Linked DNA regions of Mus musculus: regions 1, 2, 3, 5, 6 and 7 are each linked to region 4. The links are chromatin contacts, called in public Hi-C, HiChIP or PLAC-seq and promoter capture Hi-C maps. All regions are on one chromosome and are shown on one strand. The core of a region is the stretch at or near the end of the contact, and the rest is flanking DNA. Distances in the headings are between cores, read along the strand shown.

What was found. Promoter capture Hi-C pulls out the DNA fragments that hold promoters and counts their contacts. Hi-C and Micro-C count contacts between places; a contact is called where the count stands out from the background. HiChIP or PLAC-seq counts read pairs in DNA pulled down with a chosen protein or histone mark. Capture Hi-C pulls out chosen DNA fragments and counts their contacts.
Region 1: a promoter capture Hi-C map of liver shows a contact between it and region 4. The contact joins the promoter of Smo here to the promoter of Nrf1 in region 4. A contact is called at or near these places in 2 of 484 Hi-C or Micro-C datasets (both in embryonic stem cells), 3 of 115 datasets of contacts at active chromatin or transcription factors (astrocytes, bone marrow-derived macrophages and pancreatic cancer cells) and 2 of 9 other capture datasets (adipose tissue and liver).
Region 2: a promoter capture Hi-C map of hippocampal neurons shows a contact between it and region 4, with 2.1 times the contacts expected there. The contact joins the promoter of Tnpo3 here to the promoter of Nrf1 in region 4. A contact is called at or near these places in 2 of 39 promoter capture datasets (hippocampal neurons and liver), 1 of 484 Hi-C or Micro-C datasets (CD4 T cells) and 1 of 115 datasets of contacts at active chromatin or transcription factors (astrocytes).
Region 3: a contact with region 4 is called in a Hi-C map of CD8 T cells, with 1.8 times the contacts expected there. The contact joins the enhancer-like site here to the promoter of Nrf1 in region 4. A contact is called at or near these places in 10 of 39 promoter capture datasets (the C10 cell line, the HPC-7 cell line, embryonic stem cells and 6 more), 2 of 15 datasets of contacts at CTCF or cohesin (large pre-B cells and pro-B cells), 9 of 484 Hi-C or Micro-C datasets (the Ba/F3 cell line, CD4 T cells, CD8 T cells and 4 more), 16 of 115 datasets of contacts at active chromatin or transcription factors (bone marrow-derived macrophages, effector CD8 T cells, embryonic stem cells and 10 more) and 3 of 9 other capture datasets (adipose tissue, liver and macrophages).
Region 5: a promoter capture Hi-C map of liver shows a contact between it and region 4, with 2.8 times the contacts expected there. The contact joins the promoter of Tspan33 here to the promoter of Nrf1 in region 4. A contact is called at or near these places in 5 of 39 promoter capture datasets (the 3T3-L1 cell line, 3T3-L1-derived adipocytes, fetal liver and 2 more), 1 of 115 datasets of contacts at active chromatin or transcription factors (embryonic stem cells) and 1 of 9 other capture datasets (liver).
Region 6: a contact with region 4 is called in an H3K27ac HiChIP or PLAC-seq map of trophoblast stem cells, with 2.9 times the contacts expected there. The contact joins the enhancer-like site here to the promoter of Nrf1 in region 4. A contact is called at or near these places in 7 of 115 datasets of contacts at active chromatin or transcription factors (bone marrow-derived macrophages, extraembryonic endoderm stem cells, large pre-B cells and 4 more) and 2 of 9 other capture datasets (adipose tissue and liver).
Region 7: a promoter capture Hi-C map of adipose tissue shows a contact between it and region 4, with 2.9 times the contacts expected there. The contact joins the promoter of Klhdc10 here to the promoter of Nrf1 in region 4. A contact is called at or near these places in 2 of 484 Hi-C or Micro-C datasets (CD4 T cells and natural killer cells), 3 of 115 datasets of contacts at active chromatin or transcription factors (bone marrow-derived macrophages, large pre-B cells and memory CD8 T cells) and 3 of 9 other capture datasets (adipose tissue, liver and pancreatic islet).

Annotation. Positions count from the first base shown.
Region 1 is chr6:29,734,212-29,737,015 of GRCm38.p6, reverse strand. It overlaps Smo (smoothened, frizzled class receptor), which reads right to left and starts at 1,519. Exons shown (of 12, transcript NM_176996.4): 1 at 663-1,519. The coding sequence starts at 1,005.
Region 2 is chr6:29,608,576-29,611,275 of GRCm38.p6, reverse strand. Tnpo3 (transportin 3) reads left to right here and starts at 1,427. Exons shown (of 23, transcript NM_177296.5): 1 at 1,427-1,910. The coding sequence starts at 1,791.
Region 3 is chr6:30,345,392-30,348,091 of GRCm38.p6, reverse strand. No RefSeq gene overlaps it. Among named protein-coding and RNA genes, the nearest start is that of 1700095J07Rik, 42 kb to the right of the region's middle. Within about 2 kb of position 1,266, at least 68 of the 459 cell types and tissues checked have an H3K27ac peak or open chromatin away from gene starts, as enhancers often do. A contact at or near this core is called in the Ba/F3 cell line, CD8 T cells, adipose tissue and 5 more, where this site is marked.
Region 4 is chr6:30,046,679-30,049,433 of GRCm38.p6, reverse strand. It overlaps Nrf1 (nuclear respiratory factor 1), which reads right to left and starts at 1,446. Exons shown (of 12, transcript NM_001164226.1): 1 at 1,321-1,446.
Region 5 is chr6:29,692,958-29,695,657 of GRCm38.p6, reverse strand. Tspan33 (tetraspanin 33) reads right to left here and starts at 1,444. Exons shown (of 8, transcript NM_146173.3): 1 at 1,114-1,444. The coding sequence starts at 1,215.
Region 6 is chr6:30,319,655-30,322,354 of GRCm38.p6, reverse strand. All of the region lies in intron 1 of 1700095J07Rik (RIKEN cDNA 1700095J07 gene), which reads right to left. Among named protein-coding and RNA genes, the nearest start is that of 1700095J07Rik, 16 kb to the right of the region's middle. Within about 2 kb of position 1,269, at least 40 of the 459 cell types and tissues checked have an H3K27ac peak or open chromatin away from gene starts, as enhancers often do. A contact at or near this core is called in trophoblast stem cells, where this site is marked.
Region 7 is chr6:30,400,548-30,403,247 of GRCm38.p6, reverse strand. It overlaps Klhdc10 (kelch domain containing 10), which reads right to left and starts at 1,393. Exons shown (of 10, transcript NM_029742.3): 1 at 1,098-1,393. The coding sequence starts at 1,254.

The DNA.
Region 1 (2,804 bases), core at 270-2,769, 310 kb after region 4:
TAATGTTCCTCCACAGCATACACTGGCGTGAGGCTTCACATTTCCACAGAGCCACAAACAACTGTTTAAATCGTCTCCCTCCTTCTTAACCCGAGTGGATCAGAGCTTCCATTTTTCAGATAAGGAAACTTAAACGGGTAAAAACAAGACAAAAATCATTGGTTCCCTGGGCTGATCTAAATCAAGATTACCAGGTGGTTCGTTTGGCTTTTTAGTTACTACAAGGAGGCATTTTTTTTTTCCTTCTCAGAATGTACAAGTTTTCCTCGCCCCTTCCCTCCAAATCCTTAAATGTCTTCCACCTTCATCCTCTCTTTCTTCTCTACAACTCAGATTGCCTCAAGGTCTGAACACTGCCCAGAATCCCCATGGACTGTTGCTTCACGAATACATCTCTTCTCCCTCCTTGCATCCCCCTAACCCCATCCTTACTCGGGCTCTTTGTGACCGACTGGCTTCCCTGGTCTCTTGCCCCGACCCCTTCTCCAACACGCAGAGTCTCCTTCCCGCACGCAACCTGTCCCAAAAGTTCCGGACTCGTTTCTCCAACTATTCCGGGTGCAAGCCGCGCCCGCCCAACAGTTTGAGGCCTGAGCCTTTTCTTTCCGTCAGTGGCCGGTCCCATCACCTCCGCGTCGCAATCCCGACTCCCGCGCGCTTACCGGACCAGAGCACGAGCTTGCCGTGCGCTTCCTCCTGCGAGTCCGAGTCCCCAGCCAGCAGCGTGGTGGTGGCTCCGTAGGGCAGCGCCGAGCCCAGGCACACGTTGTAGCGCAAAGGCTCGCAGTGGGCGGCCCGGCCGCAGTGGCTCAGCAGCGGCGGCGGAGGGCTGGTCACCGGCACGTCCCTCCTCGAGCTCCCGCTGGCGCTGTGAGGCCCAGGCCCGGTCACGTTCCCGCTCAAGGCCGCCCCCCGGCCCGGGCCCCCCAGCAGTACCAGCAGCAGCAACTGCAGCAGCCTCCGGGGCGCCAGCTCGGGCCCACGCACGGGGCGGCCAGCGGCCATGGCCAAACAGCCAACTCAGCAAAAGCTGAGGCGCCCCGGAGCTCCCCGGAGTCCCCTGGCCACACACACGACCCCGGGGGCCGCGGAGGCTACTTAGGCGACCGGTGCGCCCCGAAAGTCTGGGGCCAGCTTTCGCCAGGCGCCGCGCGCGTCCGGGCCCCTCGACTCCCAACTTTGCAAACTTTGGAACCCGGGCCCCATGTTGAGCAGCGCAGGCCCGGGCCAGGATGCACAGACCCCGGACTCCCTGGCCTGGAGATCGAAGCTGTCTTCAACCCTGGGAACCCTCCGGGGCCCCGATCTCCAGCCCCATTCCCTCTCCCACCATTAAAACCGACTCCCAGCCCCTCGATGGAGGCCAGGCGCCGGCCGGGGGGGGGGGGGGGGTGCGGGAGTGGGTCCCCGGCTCCGCCCCCACGCCAGCCCGCGGCCCAGCAGCCACCTCCGCGCGAGCGCGCCGCAGCCCCCTGAGCTCTCCCTGCCGACTACCGGGCTCCTTTGTTGCTCTAGCTGGCCCTGCTCTCTGGAATGCACGGGCCTCGCGGAGCCAAGCCCGGCCCCCCCATCCGCGGAGGCTGGGGGAGGGCCCGAGCGAAGAAAAGCAAGGGGAGAGTCAGACGCTGGAGAGGAGGAGCCCCAGCTTTGGCGGCCTAAATGCCCGAAGGGGCTGGGGTGGGGGTATTCGGGAACCTTCACCCTACAGAAGACCCTCGCGGGGGGGGGGGGGGGGGGGGATGCGTGCAAGTTGTGTCCCAGAGGCACTTGACTGAATCTTTAGTTGGTCCTAAGGTTGTTTGACGTGACTTTTAGGAGAGGACATTTCTCTCAGTTTAGGGTGGCAGGGGGATGCCTAAAGCAGGCAAGAGTTTTCACTCCATTCCTGCCCAATTCCCCAGCCCTACCAATCTTTTCTTGCTTTTTGTTAGTTAGATCTTTCTCAACTTTACCTAGAACCCTGGTGGAGAAGAACCGGAGTTTGGGGGTTTTGCTTCTTTAAATTCTTCCTGCTCGAGATATATATGGGGAAATAACCTCGGAGTCACTCAGAGTAGCTGCTGTTACCTGTGGGGACAGATGTCTATCCTGAGAACATGTCAACACCAAGCCTTTATCGCTCAGGTATGTCAGGGCTGGATGGACTGTGATTTCCATCAACTGTCCCTGATGCACCTTCGGGTTTGTCCGCAGGAAACTAGTCCATCTTGGATGAATACCTGTGGCCCAGCTGCCTCATGAAGTTTCTGTCGTTCCCTTCTCCACTCAGTTCTTCTTTCTTTCTCTCTTTCTTTCTTTCTTTCTTTCTTTCTTTCTTTCTTTCTTTCTTTCTTCCTTCCTTCCTTCCTTCCTTCCTTCCTTCCGTCAGTTCTTTCTTTCTTGCAGCTTCTTTAAGTCACAGCTCCCCTAAGCAAGTCTCCCTCAACGGCTAGGAGACTGGACTGAATGAACCTTGAGTAACTTTTCCTTGTTGACGGACAACTCAATAGCATAGCTTTTCATTTCTTGTTTCTGTAAGAATAGCTCACAGTCAGCCAGATATAGATCGTTTCTGTTATCTCTGTTGTTTAAGAGCAAATTGACTCCTACACTTCAGATACATGCTTAATTGGTACCCAAGTCTCCAGAACTATGTGAGGAATCTAATTCAATTTGGGGGCTCATTTTGTGTTTTAATTTTATTCTTGTTGGTGTGATAAAATATCCTGACATAGCAACTATAAGGCTAAAAGGATGTATTCTGGACTCACAATTCTAGGTCATAGTCCATCATTGTGGAAAACCTTAGACAGGGACCTTAGCTG
Region 2 (2,700 bases), core at 178-2,677, 440 kb after region 4:
AACCCCAGGCTGGCCTCAAATATGCAGCAACCCTCCTGTCTCTGCCTCCCAAGTGCTGGGATTATAAATATGGTCCAGCATGAACAGCTTTAAATTCTCATCTTTTAAAATGAGGTTTAGGAGCTGGAGAGTTGACACACTCACTGATCTTGTAGAGAACCCACACTCAATTCTCAGGATCTATATAGCAGCTCACACGGTAACTCCTCCAGGACCAAGTTGCACATGCATAAATATGTAGGCAAAACACTCATACACATAAAAATAAGTCTTTAAAACTATTTCATTAGAGCTGGGCGTGGTGGCGCACGCCTTTAATCCCAGCACTCGGGAGGCAGAGGCAGTCGGATTTCTGAGTTCGAGGCCAGCCTGGTCTACAGAGTGAGTTCCAGAACAGCCAGGGCCCTCTACACAGAGAAACCCTGTCTCGAAACAAACAAACAAACAAACAAACAAATAAGCAAACCAAAACTATTTCATTAAAAAAGGACTTATTTTGGAAGGTTGTTAATCTTTCACTACATTACATTACATTACACATGGTCAGCCTTCATTAGATACTAACAGTTATTTTTAGTGAAGCAGCAATATTGGGAAACTGGCATGTTAACTGAGGATTGCTAGACAGTTGATTTTGTTTGTCATTTATTTATTTATTTGTTAATTATTTTCTGAGACAAGGTCTCTTTGTGTATTCCTGGCTGTCCAGGAACTTGCTCTGTAGACTAGGCTGGTCCAAACTCAAGAGTTAGGCCTGCCTCTGACTCCAGAGTGCTGGGATTAAACCTGTCTGCCATCACCGCTTGGCTGTTTTTTTTTTTTTTTTTTTTGGTTTTTTTTTTTAAAGAGACAGAGTTCCACGTATTAGAGGCTGGTCTTGAATTCCTCCTGATGGTGTTGTGGCTAACTTCCAAGAGCTGAGATTACAGGCTCTCTTCCTTTCTTTCTTTCTCTCTCTCTCTCTCTCTTTCTTTCTTTTTTTTTTTTTTTTTGAGACAGGGTTTCTCTGTGTAGCCCTGGCTGTTCTGGAACTCTGTAGACCAGGCTGGCCTCGAACTCAAAAATCCGCCTGCCTCTGCCTCCCGAGTGCTGGGATTAAAGGCGTGCGCCACCACGCCCGGCTGAACTGATGTTTCTTAAACACTCCTTGGAGACGGGTGAAGAAGTAGGAACCGGGAGGAAAGACTTTGGATTCCTTGCTGACGAGATAAGATTTGGTCAGGAACGTTAAGAGTAGCCAGACTTGAAGCTCAAATAAAGACTTACGCACCTAGGAGACTGACTACCTTGTGCCTACTTCCCCTTGGTTCTCCTAGTCCGGCAGGGTCACTTCCGGGAGGAGGCGGGGGAAACAAGAGGAGGCGTGCCGGGAAGGAGGCAGTTTGTGGTGCACCAGGCGGAAGTGTGCCAAAGTCTACGGACGGCCACTTCCGGCCCGGGGAAGCCCTGCTTCGGCTCGCTGCGTGGTTCGTGTCATGCGGAGGTAGGCCTCTGCGAGCAAGGCGGGAGGTGCAGAAGCCAGAACCCGTGTCCGGACTCGAGAGTCTGCGATTCTGGCGGGAAGACAAGACAAAAAGGAGGCAGGAACCTGAAAGCGACCTCTCCGCTGTTTCCGAGGGGGCAACTTCCACGAGGAACCCCCCTTCCCTGGTAACGGCCAGAAAGGAGGAGATGGCGCCAGTCAGGGAGCGGCTGTGGCCGAGACAGTGAGGACGCTTGAAGGCAGAGCAAGCGGAAGCCTAGGGAGGAGTATCGGGCTCTTTGCTGTCATCGCCGCCGCTCCCGCCAGCATGGAGGGAGCCAAGCCAACCTTGCAGCTCGTGTACCAGGCGGTGCAAGCGCTTTACCACGACCCGGATCCCAGCGGAAAGGAGCGCGCCTCGTTTTGGCTTGGGGAGCTGCAGCGTTCGGTGAGGTTCGGGGAGAGTCCGTTCTGAGCCGCGCGGGACCAGGGCCGAGTGGGATGGGATGGTTCTCCGCTTGAGTGGAGCGCTTGGCAGTGGGAGATCCTCTTTCCGAAGGAGCTGGTGCCGCGGGGTGGGGCTGAGCAGCCACAGATGTGCTGCCTTTCGGAAACCAGTGGCAACTGATTGGTCACGAACGGGCCCTTTCCCTCGTCTGTGGAATCCGTTTTGTAGTTCTGTACGTCTCGCTTGTGGTCTGGCTCTCCTTTAAGTGCTTTTGGTACACCTTCCGTATTCAAGAGTTGCATCTGGCAATACCTTCCCTTTGGCAGCCTTACTCACCCCTCAGTGTCCCTTGCCGATTTTCATTCGTGTTATTCTCGAAATTTCTCAGGCTTCTAGATTCGTGTTCGTACAAATTTTCTCCTCTCATTGGAGTGCAACGTAATATAAAGAAAAATTAGTTATGGTTTCAGGAAATCTTTGTAGTTCTTTTGTTTTATATCAGATTCCTACTGTATTTCTTCTGCCTGTACGTTTTTATTTGTAAGATGGCTATCATAGCTATATTAATTAGTCCATATTTTTGTGAGCATGTGGTGGAGTGTGTGTTGTATCTATCGTATTTCCACATGTTAAATTTTTGGGCTCATGTTTTTTCATTTTTTGACTCACACTTTGTATTTTCTTCCATGATTTTTCACACTCACCTTTGCTATGTTTTTATTTTTTATGAATTTTAATAGCTTGTGATTTTGCTGACAGTGTTTAGGTTTTAGTCTATGAACTGTGAAAT
Region 3 (2,700 bases), core at 17-2,516, 300 kb before region 4:
GGGACTCACTCTATAGACCAGGGTGGCCTGGAACTCCGAGAGATCCATGTGTGTCATCACTGCTGGACAAACAAGCACTTTTGTTGTTTTTTTGAGACAAGGTGTCAGGGAGTCAAAGTCAACATGTAACAAAGGCTGACCCTGAGCCTCCTTCCTGCTGCTCCTCACTTCCCAAATGCTGAGATTACAGACAAGTATGTAATCCTGGCTCACCACTGATGTTGTAGTCAATTAAAAAAATTATTTATTTGTGTGTGTGCAGGTATAAGATCAGAGGATTATTTATAAGAGTTAGTCCTCTCGTAGCTTGTGAGTTCCAGGAATTAAAAGCAGGCCATCAGGCAGGGCAGCAAGCACCTTTTACTGGCTGAGCCAGCTCATTGGTCCTTTTGGTTTTCTTTGTTCTGTTTTTGAGACAGAATCTTGCTATCTAGCTCTGTGTGGTCTGGCACCTACAGTGGTTCCGCCTGCCTCTGCCTTTCTCTTGCTGCGATCACGTGAAGGTGTGAACCTCCATGCCCAGCTAGATTACATTGTTGACTGAAATATTCAATAAGTAACAACATAGCCTGCATGAGATTCCACACACAGAGACACATAGTATCTTTTAATGAGACAGTCTTTGTTCTGTCACCATCTTGCCCTGATCACACCTACTCTGCTCTGATCTTAGAAGCTAAGCAGGGTCCACACTGGATAGTACTCAAATGGGAGACATAGATTTTGTTCTCTTGGTTAAGATGTCTAATCTCTTTTCCCTGTTATTATCTGCCCTTTTGTGATTATGAGTAATTTGTGGCAAATTAGTTTGAGTCTACATGAGTGTCCCATTTCTCACGTGGGCCCCCTCCCTGATTCTGCATCCAATGACCTGGATCAATTTTTCCTAAGATGTGTCTTTGTTGCTACTATTACCTGTGGCCCAAAGCTTTCATACCAACATATCTTATAAAATGTTTGTTATGAAAAATATGCAGCCTGGTCCTTTTAAAACAGAGCTCAGACGATGTTTTTGGGATCTCAACTATGGCTAGGGAGGGGCTTGGCCTCCACGTGAATGGTAGCATTAGCTGTGGCTTTCTTGCTGGCTGCAGGCCCGGGACCTTGTGACAGACAGGACTAGAACACACCGAGGCTTCCCAGTGAAAACCTTGGCACCCTCTCACGAGCTCTGTTCTTTGTGTTCTCACATGTTCTAGCCCAGGCTTGTATGGCTCACCACCCTTTCTCACAGATTCCTGGATGTTTCCACCTGGACATCCTGTTGTCACCTCAAACTTAGCAGAAGCCACATCCCATTTTCTGTCTAGGTTGTCATAGTTACAATGGTTACAAAGACTGGAAGCCTCAGCGATAACTTTTATATACCCACTGAGTCATCTCTCCAGCCTTCTTTTCTTTTCTTTTTCTTTCTTTTTTTTTTTTTTTTTTTTTTTTTTCAGCAGGATCTCACTGGATCCTGGTGTGGTTAGCCAGGAACTCTCAATCCTCCTGCCTCAGCATCCCCAGTACTGGGATTGTCTGTTTTGTTTTAACAGCTTTTAGGAGATGGCTGATCTTCCCAAACACACTCAGCAGAGCTTTGATCTAGTGACTTTTTTTTTTTTTTTTTTTTTGAGACAGGGTTTCTCTGTAGACTCACTCTGGAACTCACTCTGTAGACCAGGCTGGCCTCGAACTCAGAAATCTGCCTGCCTCTGCCTCCCAAGTGCTGGGATTAAAGACATGCGCCACCACACCCAGCTGATCTAGTGACTTTTAAACGTCCCTTTGTGTCCCACTCCCTATTTCATTGGTGACCATCCCTTCGGGACTCAGCACCACTCCCAACTTCAAAGCAGCTCACAGTTCTGAAATCTATAGGATTTCCTTTCAATGATGAAGGCACAATTATTTTCTGCTCACATGTCAGCTGACAATGCTAGTCTACGACAATGGTCAAAAAAAAAAAAAAATGTGGACTCTGGGGCTGGGCATTATGTCTGTGATCCCAGCTCAGAAGGCTGAGTCAGGAGGATTGTCATAAGTTCAGGGCCAGCTTGAGCTACATAGTAAGTATCGGGCCAGCCAAGACATCTTCTTTAAAAAATAAATAAATAAAAATAAAGAGAGTGAGACTATGCCGGGGCCTAGCAAACACAGAAGTGGATGCTCACAGTCAGCTAATGGATGGATCACAGGGCTCCCAATGGAGGAGCTAGAGAAAGTACCCAAGGAGCTAAAGGGATCTGCAACCCTATAGGTGGAACAACAATATGAACTAACCAGTACCCCGGAGCTCTTGACTCTAGCTGCATATGTATCAAAAGATGGCCTAGTCGGCCATCACTGGAAAGAGAGGCCCATTGGACACACAAACTTTATATGCCCCAGTACAGGGGATCGCCAGGGCCAAAAAGGGGGAGTGGGTGGGTAGGGGAGTGGGGGTGGGTGGGTATGGGGGACTTTTGGTATAGCATTGGAAATGTAAATGAGCTAAATACCTAATAAAAAATGGAAAAAAAAAAGAGATTGAAAAAAAAATGGAATGCCACTCCCAACTGGGTGTGTGTTGGAGGCCTTCCTTAAAAAAAAAAATAAAAAATAAAAAATAAAGAGAGTGGTCTCTGGTATCAACATCTCTGACATCAATTCTGGTTTTGCTCTTCGTTACTCTGTGACTTTCAGTGAATGACTAAACTCTCCGTACCTCATCCATAA
Region 4 (2,755 bases), core at 197-2,696:
CTACAGAGCACTGTCCCAACTGACAGGTTCACTCCCACCAACTTTCTCCAATAAATGGAGATTTAAACACTAAAATGGAAGTTTTGCTTTGCCTACTTAAAAAAAAAAAAAAATCGGCCCAACCGATACCAACTCTAACATAAGCCATCATCAGTACAAGATACTTTAATGGCAGGGAAGATGGGGATGACCTGCTAACAGCTCCTCCAACTGGTCAGAGCAGATAGCCTTTGAAGCTCTAACAACATTAATGTATGTTTAACATTTTCAAGTTCTGGTGGGTAGTCAGATGCACCGAACAAAGTTTGGGGCCAGCAGCAACGACACAACAGGTGAGAAACAGTGGACATCACTACAGAACATGCAATGGCAAACCCACGAATCCACGAAAGCCTGGGAGATGTGGGAGAGAATCAAGCACAAGACCACCCCAGACCCCCTGTTTTATCCGAGGCAAAGGCTCCGTTCCTTCTTAAGGGGTGCGCCACCTCCCCCTCCTGTCCCCCGGAGACCACCACGCCAGTCCCAGGAAGAACCCAGGCCCCTCGGTGGGTATCTCCGCCGGAGAGGAAAAACACAATGTCGCTCCTTATTTCTGCGTACAAAAGGACTTTGCGCCCTCCTCCTCCTCCTCGAACTGCCGCCTAGGCGCCTCCTCACAACTTGCAAGAAGGTGGGCAGCGCGCCATATTCAGCGCCCCCCAGTCCACCTGGGTAACCATCCCACGCCACCCCGGCGGGAGGGAAGCTTCGGAGGTCGCCCGGCCGAACCACCAGCCTCCTCTCCCGCCAGAGACAGCCACTCCCGCGCCCCGCCCGGCCGCACCGAGCCACCGGCGGGCCAGAGCCGGGAAGAGCCGAGGGGGCGAGCGCCGAGCCGCCGCTCCGGTCCCGCGCAGCCCACCCACCTCCCGCTCCCGGGCCCGGCGCGCTCTCCCGGGCCGCCGGCTCCCGAGCCCGCAGAAGGAAGACCAGGCCCGGGGTTCCACGGCGCGGAGGAGGCCGCGGCCGGGAGAACCCGAGGCGGTAGGGGAGGCCGGAACCCTGGGGCTCTCGGGAGGGCAGCCGCCTCCCTACCGAGCCCGCCAGGACGCCCGGGGCCTAGTGCGGCCTGCGCATCCTCGGGGTGGCGGTTTGGCTGGGCCGGGCCCGGGCCCGGGCCCCCCGCCCCAGGCAGGCCGAATCCGGCGGGGGCCCAGGCCCCGAGCCGGGGGCGGCAGGGTGCCGGCTGCGGGGCGGGCCGGCCGGCCGGCGGGCGGGCGGCGTGTTGCGGCTGCGCCGGGGCTGAAATAGCTGGAGATTGCGCGGTAGGGCACTCACCTCAGAGCGGCTGCGCTACCGTGGGCCTGCGCCGTGGAGACTGCGACCGCGCCGGCTCCTCGCAGCCTCCTGCCACCAGCGGCAATGGCGAGCGCTGCCGCCTCTGCCGCCGCCGCCGCCGCCGAGGAGGGGGAGGGGAGGGAGGAGGCACGCACGCGACGCACGGCTCGGCTTCCCCGCCCGGAGACCGCCATGATGGCGAGGCCAGCACGGCTCTGCGGCTCCGGGGAGGGGGCTCTCGGCGGCGCTCTCTGAGACCCCCGGCCGCCTCGTCGGCCTCTGGTGCGGCTCGGCAGCGCTGGCCGGGGCCCGGACCAGGAGGGCAACCGGCTGAGCAAGTCGCGGACGCGGCGGCGAAGTGGTTCATGCCGCCCAAGATGGTTGCTAATCCGAAGGAGCCCTCCGCTCGGAGCCGAGCGCGGGGAACTGAGACCTCCGCTCCAAAGCGGCTCCCCCACATTTTACTCGGCGCGCCTTTGCGTAGTCGCCTCGACCCCTCTCTGAAATGCGCTTTGTTTCTCTGTTTCAAAGCCCCAACCAGATCTGTAAACGGGGAACTTTGGTACAAAGCAATATGGTAATTTATTCTCTCGTTCCTTAGACCAACATTTCTAAAGGGCCCCTTTCCGTACTGGATGCTGTTATGGGTGCTCCGAAGTGCACCTGTTAGCAAACCAAGGCTCTATTTAATAAAAATAAAAAAGTAAGTTCTTGCCCTTGCTTTCTCGGCGCTTAGATGAAGCAATAGGGTATCCTAGTATGCCTAACAAGTGAGCAGACAGTGGGAAAATGAAAGGTTGGGGACATGGGGTAGTTTGGGTTGCTTTTGTTATGTCATCAGGAGCCCCCATCAGAACCACCGGGAGTCCCAGCTCCAACTGAAACCTAGAATCTGCATTTTTAACACTTCTGGGAGATTTAATGTGCACTAGATAAATGCCCCACATGGTGTCAGAAAACAGCTTAACAAATAAGCAAACATTTTTTTAATTGGATACCTTTGTCTTATGTAGTTTTTTTTTTTTTTTTTTTTTAGTCCAAGACAGGATTTCTCTGTGTAGACCAGGCTGTCCTGGAACTCACTCTGCAGACCAAGCTGACCTCCAACCCAGAGATCATCTGCCTCTACCTCCCCAGTGCTGGGATTAAAGGCGTGTGCCACCACTGCCCAGCTTAACTGAATGCCTTTTTCCCTTAACGGTTTCTTTTCTCTTCCTTCCTTCCTTACTTCCTTCCTTTCTTTTTTTTTCTTTTTCCTTTTTTTTGGTTTTTAGAGACGGTTTCTCTGTGTAGCCCTGGCTTGGCTGTCCAAGAACTCTGTAGACCAGGCTGGCCTCAAACTCAGAAATCTGCGTGCTTCTGCCTCCCCAGTGCTTGGATCAAAGGCGTGCGCCACCACTGCCTGGCACCCTTAATGTTTTCTAAATCAAACCGA
Region 5 (2,700 bases), core at 195-2,694, 350 kb after region 4:
TTCCCTCTGGCAAATCTGAACTATTGGTCTCAGGCTGAAAGAGGCAAAGATGATAGGCTTCTGGGCTGCAGCTTTGGTGCAGTAGAAGCTGGCAGAAGAATGGAGAGATGGGGAAGGACTTCCCCTTGTTATCAAATCCAGAGGGGCCCACGCACTCTCTGGCTATGAAACAGGACTCAGCTAGCATTCTCTAATGGGCTCCCCCTCCCCCTGAATTCTCAGCCCTCTCCTGCCATCCCCCAATACACTGCATTAGATTTTTGCTGGGAGGAAGGGCAGGCCTGTGGACTTGAACATATTTACCCAGATCAGTCAAATCAATAAGGATGGTAGAGAGGGGACGGAAATCCAGGTGTCAGGAGCTCGGGGTTAATATTGTTTACACTTTTCCACCCCAAACAAAAGATTCTGAAAGGAGCCATAGCTTCCAGCCCAACAACAACAACAACAACAACAACAAAATCCTATTTGAATCATCTGAAGCCTGTCAGCTCCAAGTAGAGAAGCTGGTCTTGAAGAAGGTAGGGCAAAGTTTAGGGCCATGCTGGGGTACACATCGGACCTGGAGACCATTCTTAACCCTTTTCAGCCCTGACAGGAGCAGACACCCGAGGCCTGCAAAAGGGACAGATATAGTCCCTTGACACAAGCCCCTGAGGAACTGGGGCGAAGGAAGGCTTGGGGTTTCTCTTCCTTCTCTCTCCCTCCACCCCCGCCCCGCGCCCCGTATGGCCAGTCGGGCCTTCCAGCCCCCAGGCCTGAAAGTCCCTAACCATGAAATATGCCCATGGGGCTGTCCAGCCAGCTCTTTCTTTCCCCAAACCCTTTTTATTTCATGGCCTGACACAGATCCTCATCCCTGCTAAAGCTTCATCCCTGGCAGCAAGGATGATTGCCCACCTCTTAACGTCCCCTTTTGACACGGCGCCACTGTGGTTTTCCTCCCCCGGAGAAATGCCCCCAAGTGTCACCAGCTCAGAAAACTACGAAGCACCACTCGACACGCTCCTGGGCACCGGGCAGCCCAGGCCAAACCTCCCAGCCTCAGGCAGCCCCCTCGGCGCTCCAGAGATGCCCGAGAGTCCGGGTGCCCCCTGACCCCCCGAATCTCACCCAGAAGAGCATGTTGAAGAAGAAGAGCAGGTATTTCACCAGCGGGCTGACGAAGGAGAACTCGTCCCCGTAGGCAGCCGGCACGCCAGGTCTCCGCGCCATGGTCCGCCGCTGCCCCCGGGGGGCCTATCTCCCAGCGGCCACCGGCCCACCTGTGCGCCCTGCAGCCCGGGGCGGGAGCCGCGGGGCCACGGGGACCCGAACGCCGGGGCAGCCGCGCCGCGCCGGGAGCCGCCCGAACCGTGCGTCGGGGAGCCGCGCGGCCAGGGAACGGCGCCGCCGCTGAAGCCGCGGCGGGCAGCGTGAGCAGCGGAGACTCCACCGCGGCCGCAGACCAGCTTGGCCCGCCCGGCTCTCAGGAAACCGGGCCCGCCCCCCGGACGGCCATTGGTGAGGCTGCCCGAGGCTGACTTCTCATTGGTCGGCGGCCCATGTCACTAAGCAGCCAGCCATCCCTCTCCTCCGAGAGGCGGGGGAGACACCTGTTCTGTGAGGGACAACTTGCTAAAGGGTCAGTGGTTCTGCTTCTGCCCGCCTAGACGGAAAGCCTGCAGGCTGCAGCTGCTTAAGGGAAAAAGAATGAGGAAAAGGAATGTTTCCTGCATCCCACACCCACGTCCTCTGCCCAGTTGCTGTGCACGCACGCAAACACACGTACGTTAAAATCAACAAGTACGCACTTTGTGTGTTGAGCAATTCGTTAAACGCTGTGGGAATAGAAAAGAAGGTTGATCCTCAGGGATCAAGACAATAAAATCAGAGTGACAAATGACAGGTACTAACAACCAGAAAGAGAAGAATAAATACCCCTGCTTAGCAATCAAATACTTTAAATGCTCGTTTTAAAAGCCTCATAACCTAACAGTGGAATTCTCAAACCATCCTTTTCTCTCATTACCGTCCAACCTCTCTATCCAAACCCTCTCAGAACGTTTGTTTACGTGGAGACACCGGTTTTTTGTTTTTAATTTTGTTTTGTTTTGTGTTTGGCATGTTAATAGGATATGCACAGATTGACTCCCAAGTACAATGTGGTGTACATTGTACTAGCTACACAAGTACGATTTTAACCTGGGGAGGAGTCTGATTTTGCCATCAATAGCGTGATTCCCCAAGCTACACTTTTTGTAACGTTGAGTGGGAAAACTGCAGCGTAAGGCATTGATCAAATAAGAATCTGTTAGTGCATGCAAATGACTTACACGGAGATGGCTGATAAGGGGGCTCACTAAAATGTGGTACTTTCACTCCTTTAAAAGATTCTTTTAAAATGTGTGTGTGTGTGAGTGTGTGTGTGTGTGTGTGTGTGTGTGTGTGTACCACTGTGCACACAGGTGCTGATGGAAGCCAGAAAAGGATGTCAGATCCCCAGGAACTGGAGTTACCGGGATTTGTGAGCTCCTTAAGTCAGTGCTGGGAACTGAACTTTGGTCCTCTGTAAGAGCAACAAGTGCTCTTAATAACTGAGCCATATCTCTAGCCCTGGTATTTTGTTTCAATAGGATTCAAAATCCAGTGTGGAAATACAATAACTGCATGAATAACTATTATGTAATTGGAAGAAGTTGAGCACCAGAAGGTGTCATG
Region 6 (2,700 bases), core at 20-2,519, 270 kb before region 4:
ATGTCAAGAATTTGCTACCATACCTGACTTTATATCTTTCTGGCAATAAAAACCCAGAGCTTTAAGCATGCTCAAATGCTCCACCAACTGAGCCACATCCCCAGCCCTCCTTGACTTACTTATTGATCATCATTGGGAAGCAAATCCTTGAACGCTAATTGGAAAGAGTCCCTATCAATGATAAACAAAGACACAGCTATGTACGACTTAGACATAAAATTGTCCCACCTGGGTGAATTTCGGGCAAGGGGAGAGCTCTATCATACAGTCAGGGGCAGACTTCTCAGAGAAGGGAACTATCAAGGAAATGCATTTACCTGTCAAAGGCAGAGTCAGTCCCACAGTGAGGGAAGAGAGCGGGAGTGGGAACAAATGCTACTGAGTTGAATTCCTCAAGCACTGGAAACTCCAGCACTGCATAGGAGACGAGGGAAGGCGGGGGAAACTATATATATTTAGCCGAGTGTGGTAGTGTAATCTTACACTTGGGATGCAGAGGCAGGCAGATATCTGTGAGTTTGGGGCCAGCCTGGTCTACAGAGTGACTTCTAGGACAACCAAGGCTACACAGAGAAACCCTGTCTTGAAAAAAACAAAATAAATAAATAAATAAATAGAAATTTAAAATAAGAAAGAAAAGAAAAAATTAAAAGCAGTTGTAGTTGGGTTTGTTGTTGTTGTTTGTCTGTCTGTCTGTTTTTTTGTATTGTCTGTCTGTCTGTGTTTTTGTATTGTGTTGCTTTTGAGACTGGATTTCACTCTGTAGTCCAGACAAGCCCAGAATTCACTTTGTAGCCCAGGGTAGCCCATGGTGATCCTCCTACCTCAGCTCAAGTGCTGGGCTTACAGGGAAAGTATCACACTCAGCTGTTTTTCTTTCAGAGTCTGGCTTTCCCCCAGCAGTGATTTTTTTCTCTGTCTCAGGGTTAGGAAGGAAGGACAAAGGCTCTGTAAAGTAGGGCCATGCATGCCCTTGGTCTGGTAAGTTTGGAGGGCCATCTTGGAGTCCCTCTGAAATAGTTTTTAAAACACTTCCTCCAGTTTGTTGGCCTTGTAAGGGTGTGGCAGACATGCAGATGAATGTCACACAATGCTCCCAAGGCTAAGCGAGGAGCATGGCCACTCCAGGACCTCAGGAGGAAGCGAGTCACTCCAAGAGCAGTAAAAGAAGTCAAAGGGGAGGTGGGACTGGGGTAAACTGTGCCCTGGAGACCTTGCCTTGCCCCTCCTGCCCTGGAGACAGGAATTCACAGCAACCACTGCAGCCCTCGCTCCTCCCTACGAGGATTTGCAGTAGAAATCAGAAGTGTAACAGAAAACCACAGACACAAGGGGATATGGGGCAGGCAGGAGTTTTAACTGGCTGATAATTATGGGGAACCAATACCAGCTTTGCCTGGGGTCCTGAGCACCCCTCTCCCTCGAGTGTTTCAGAAGCTTTTGGGTAAGAAGTTTGGGAGGTTATCCCTCACCAAAGGCACTGGGCAATGCCCCCGGCCAAATGAAGCCCAGGCCACCCAGATGTGTTGGAATCCCTCCTCACTGTAAAATCCTTCCATCCCAGAAGACTTCCCTCTCAGGAAATCAAAATCCAAGCCACGCCTTTGGGGAACAGAGCCTCCAAGGAAGGCAGAGAATCACTCCCCTGAAAACCAGTCTCCCAGGGGAGGAGGCAGGCCTGGGGCCCAGGTGTCTTTCCAGAAAACAAGGACCATCTAGAGGGTCTGAGGTGGCAGGGGAGCAGGCCCGAGGGAATGTTAGCAGGTAATTTAGGGAAGGGCTTCGCAGTCTCCATGCTACTTCTGAGGCAAGGAGACATCAACAATGAAGGTATAAACGAAACGGCTTGGGATTTATTTTTCTCGGGCACATAATACTTGTACATATTTATGGTCACACTGGGAAGATCTCTCTTAGGACTAGTGTACCATTTCCATTTCCTCAAACCTTGCTTTTCATTTGTTTACTTATTTATTTTTCTTTTGGGGCTTTGTTTGTTTTTGTTTGTCTGTCTTAGCTTGTGTTGAGACAGGGTCTCATGTAGCTCAGGCTGGCCTCAAACGAGTTAAATGGCAGAGGATGATCTTGGACTCCTGCTCCCCTGCTCCCCCACCTCCTAACTGCTGGGATTACAGGCCACCAGTCTACTTCCAGTTTGTTTTACTTATGTATCTATGTGTTTGCCTATCGGGAAGTTCTCAACAACTGAGAAAAGTCCCCAGCCCATTTTTTACTTTTTATTTTGAAATAGGGCATCATTAACTGGCCCAAGCTTGCCTTGAACTGTCTCTGTATCTGTATCCCAGGCAGCCCTTGAATTTGAATCTTCCTGAATAGCTTGGAGTGTCATGCCTGGCTCTTTTGATTTTTATTTGTTTTATTTGTCTTTGACACAAAGAAGCATGTAACACAGGCTGATTTTGAACTAGGTTGCAGAGACTAGTTTTTAATTCCTTAAGCCTCAGGCCTTTGAACCTCAGCCTCCTCCATGATGGGATTACACATGCGCATCACCAGCCACCAGATCTGGTTTTTCTTTTCTTTTCTTTTCTTTTCTTTTCTTTTCTTTTCTTTTCGCTTCGCTTCTCTTCTCTTTCTCTTTCTCTCTCTTTCTCTCTCTCTCTCTCTCTCTCTCTGTTTGTTTTTTCAAGACAAGGTTTCTCTGTGTAGTCCTGGCTGTCCTGGAACTCACTCTGTAGA
Region 7 (2,700 bases), core at 144-2,643, 350 kb before region 4:
GTAATTATCTCTCTGAATAAGTAAAATCCCCTTTGTTATCTTTAAATTAATCAACTGATTTTTTTTACCACCTAGAAGAACAAGTCACAATAGTAAACACAATTCAGAAACAATCAGGTTCTCAAAACATCTAAACAAATATACCACTGATACAATCAACTTAACACTAGTCACACATACACAAAAAAACATGGCGAAGGTCTAGTACATCATTCCTGACAATTCTCTTCACGGTGAAAAAAAAAAAAAAACACGACTGCCCAATAAAATGATTTAGCATTCTGTGCATGATTTAATTCTCTACCTTTTAACAGACTGAAAATTTGTAAACGTACGCTTTTTACAACTGTTTACACACATACCTACATGACTTTGTTTTGTTTTTTTTAAAACATGTGAACTCAAAGACCATGAAATTTTTAGCAGTAGGTATATTTTTCCAATTTTCAGTTTTGATACCGGGATCACATCCTTTCGTTTCTTTATATTCATGATCTTCATTTCCCCCTTTTAAAATCTAGTCACCATTACCCATTCTGTCTCTGTACATCCCCAAATATTACTGATTCAACCATTTCCCTTAATCTTTTTTATTTTCTTTCCCATATACTCCCTAGCCAACACACACACACATACATACATACACACACACACTTTCACATGCTCATTCCATTTCAAAATATCCAACTCTGACACAGTTGGTTGGCTTTTTTTTTTTCCTTTCAAACAAAATCACTTCTATATTGCTCTCCTCTCCTTAATTTGGCACTCCTTTTGAAATAATTTTCCACAGTTAAACACCAATGTCTTTCTTTCACAACATCCATCCGCGGAAGAGGAAAAGATTAAGAACCGGGCAAGCGAAACATTTGGGAATGTCAAAGAGACAGCGGCCTCTCGGTCGGGAGGAAAATACAACTCTCCTCCCCGAGCTGTCGACACAGCGAGACTTCTCTTCGGCGTGCTCCGGTTCCCCTCCTGACCTCAACGCCACCTTCCTGCTGCTCTGCTTCCCTGTCCTCCCTCGGCTGTGTGTCCGAGGGGCAGCAGAGCCCGGCGACCGCCACCTTCTCGCCGGCAGCGGCCCCACCACTCACCTGGCAGGTGCGGCCGTCCCGAGAGCTGCACGAATCGGTTGAGCTGTCCGGTGCCCCGACCCCCGCCGGCCGCGCCGGCCCCGCTAACCCCGCTGGCCCCGCCGGCCGCGCCTCCTCCCCGCCGGCGGTTCCGGTCCCAGCCCTGGGCAGCCGACATGGCCCGCTAACGATTGCCGCAGCCCGGTCCCGGCAAGCCCCTGCCCCGGCAGCGCGAGCCGAGCCTCCTTCCCGGGCTCCTCAAGAGACCCGGGAGACGGGGGCCGGGGTAGCGCCGGGCTCTCCAGCAACCAATGGCTGGCCGCCTTGGTGACAGTGGACCAATGGGCAGTCTCTTTCTTGGCAGGTGGAGGGAGGCGGGGAGAGACGTGGTAACCATAGCTATAGCTAAAAGAGATGGGGGGAGAAAAGGCGTAAGCAGACGCTCAGAGAGCGCATCGATTCCCGGAGCTCGCCCGCTTCTCCGGGATGCTGGGGGCTCAGACCAGATAGTCGAAGACCGAGCGGGGAGGCTACGCCAGAGGAGACTCCCAAGCAGGGTCGCTGCCTCAGCATGGTCGATACTCCGGAATTCTGTCCCATAAGCACTGCATTTAGAAACATCATAGGTACACAATGCATGTACTTGGTGTTGGTACATCTGTCTGCAGTTCTGCAAACTGAGCCCCGGTCTGCGGACTGTTGCCACACACAAAGGGCTCACGGGAGGTGGGGGCAGGGGGAGGAGTCAGATGAAATCTAAAAAACTCCTGGCTTTCATCATTTGTTTTGTCTCACGGTGGCACTGCCGGGACCCTTCCCCTGCAAAAGCCACGTCAAGAGCAAACAGCTTTAAACCCGATTAGCAAATACCGAAAACTGTTCGATATTAGAGTAATCATAGAAACACAAGTGAAAATTTCAATAAGAAAATCTTTCAGGCATCAGTGAAGATCTTTATTTAAACACGCGGCTTGTGTATGCCTGCCAAGAAAAAAACAATAGAAAAAGATACTCTCTTAGATGACACACGATCAAGTAAATGTTTTACTCACACACACACACACAAACAATCCACCTCAATTGTCTTACAATATACACAGTTAACGATAGAAAATGGAACGGACGATGTGATTTTAAAATGTAAATATCAGAAATTCCCATCGTTTCAAAATTAAACCGAAAATTTGGCTTTGAAGTTGGGGAGGCGCAGTGCACAGTGGGAAAATGCAGATACACATTGCTGTTTCCAAATAAGGAAAAAAAACATAAATTTCTCAAGGGAAACAAAACCTTTCAAGATCTAATCTGATGGACTGCTGACCCCCTTGATGTTTCACACATGAGAACCTCACATGTTGGATTTTTTTTTTTTTTAAGGAGTGGGGTGGAGAAGGAGAAAGTGCTGAGACCAGAAGTCTCCTTTGATCTCAGTGAGCAAATTTCATGTCGTCATGAAATTTTGGTTTTTTGTCTCCACACCCAGTTTCTGTAGGAAAAGAAGTATTTTTATCCATTATGCATTATGATACAGTTTATTGAAATGTTTGACATCTGATAAAAAGAAAACCCATGGAGCTGGGGATGAAGGTAGCTCAGTTGCTTAAAATACTTGTCTAGCACCAAA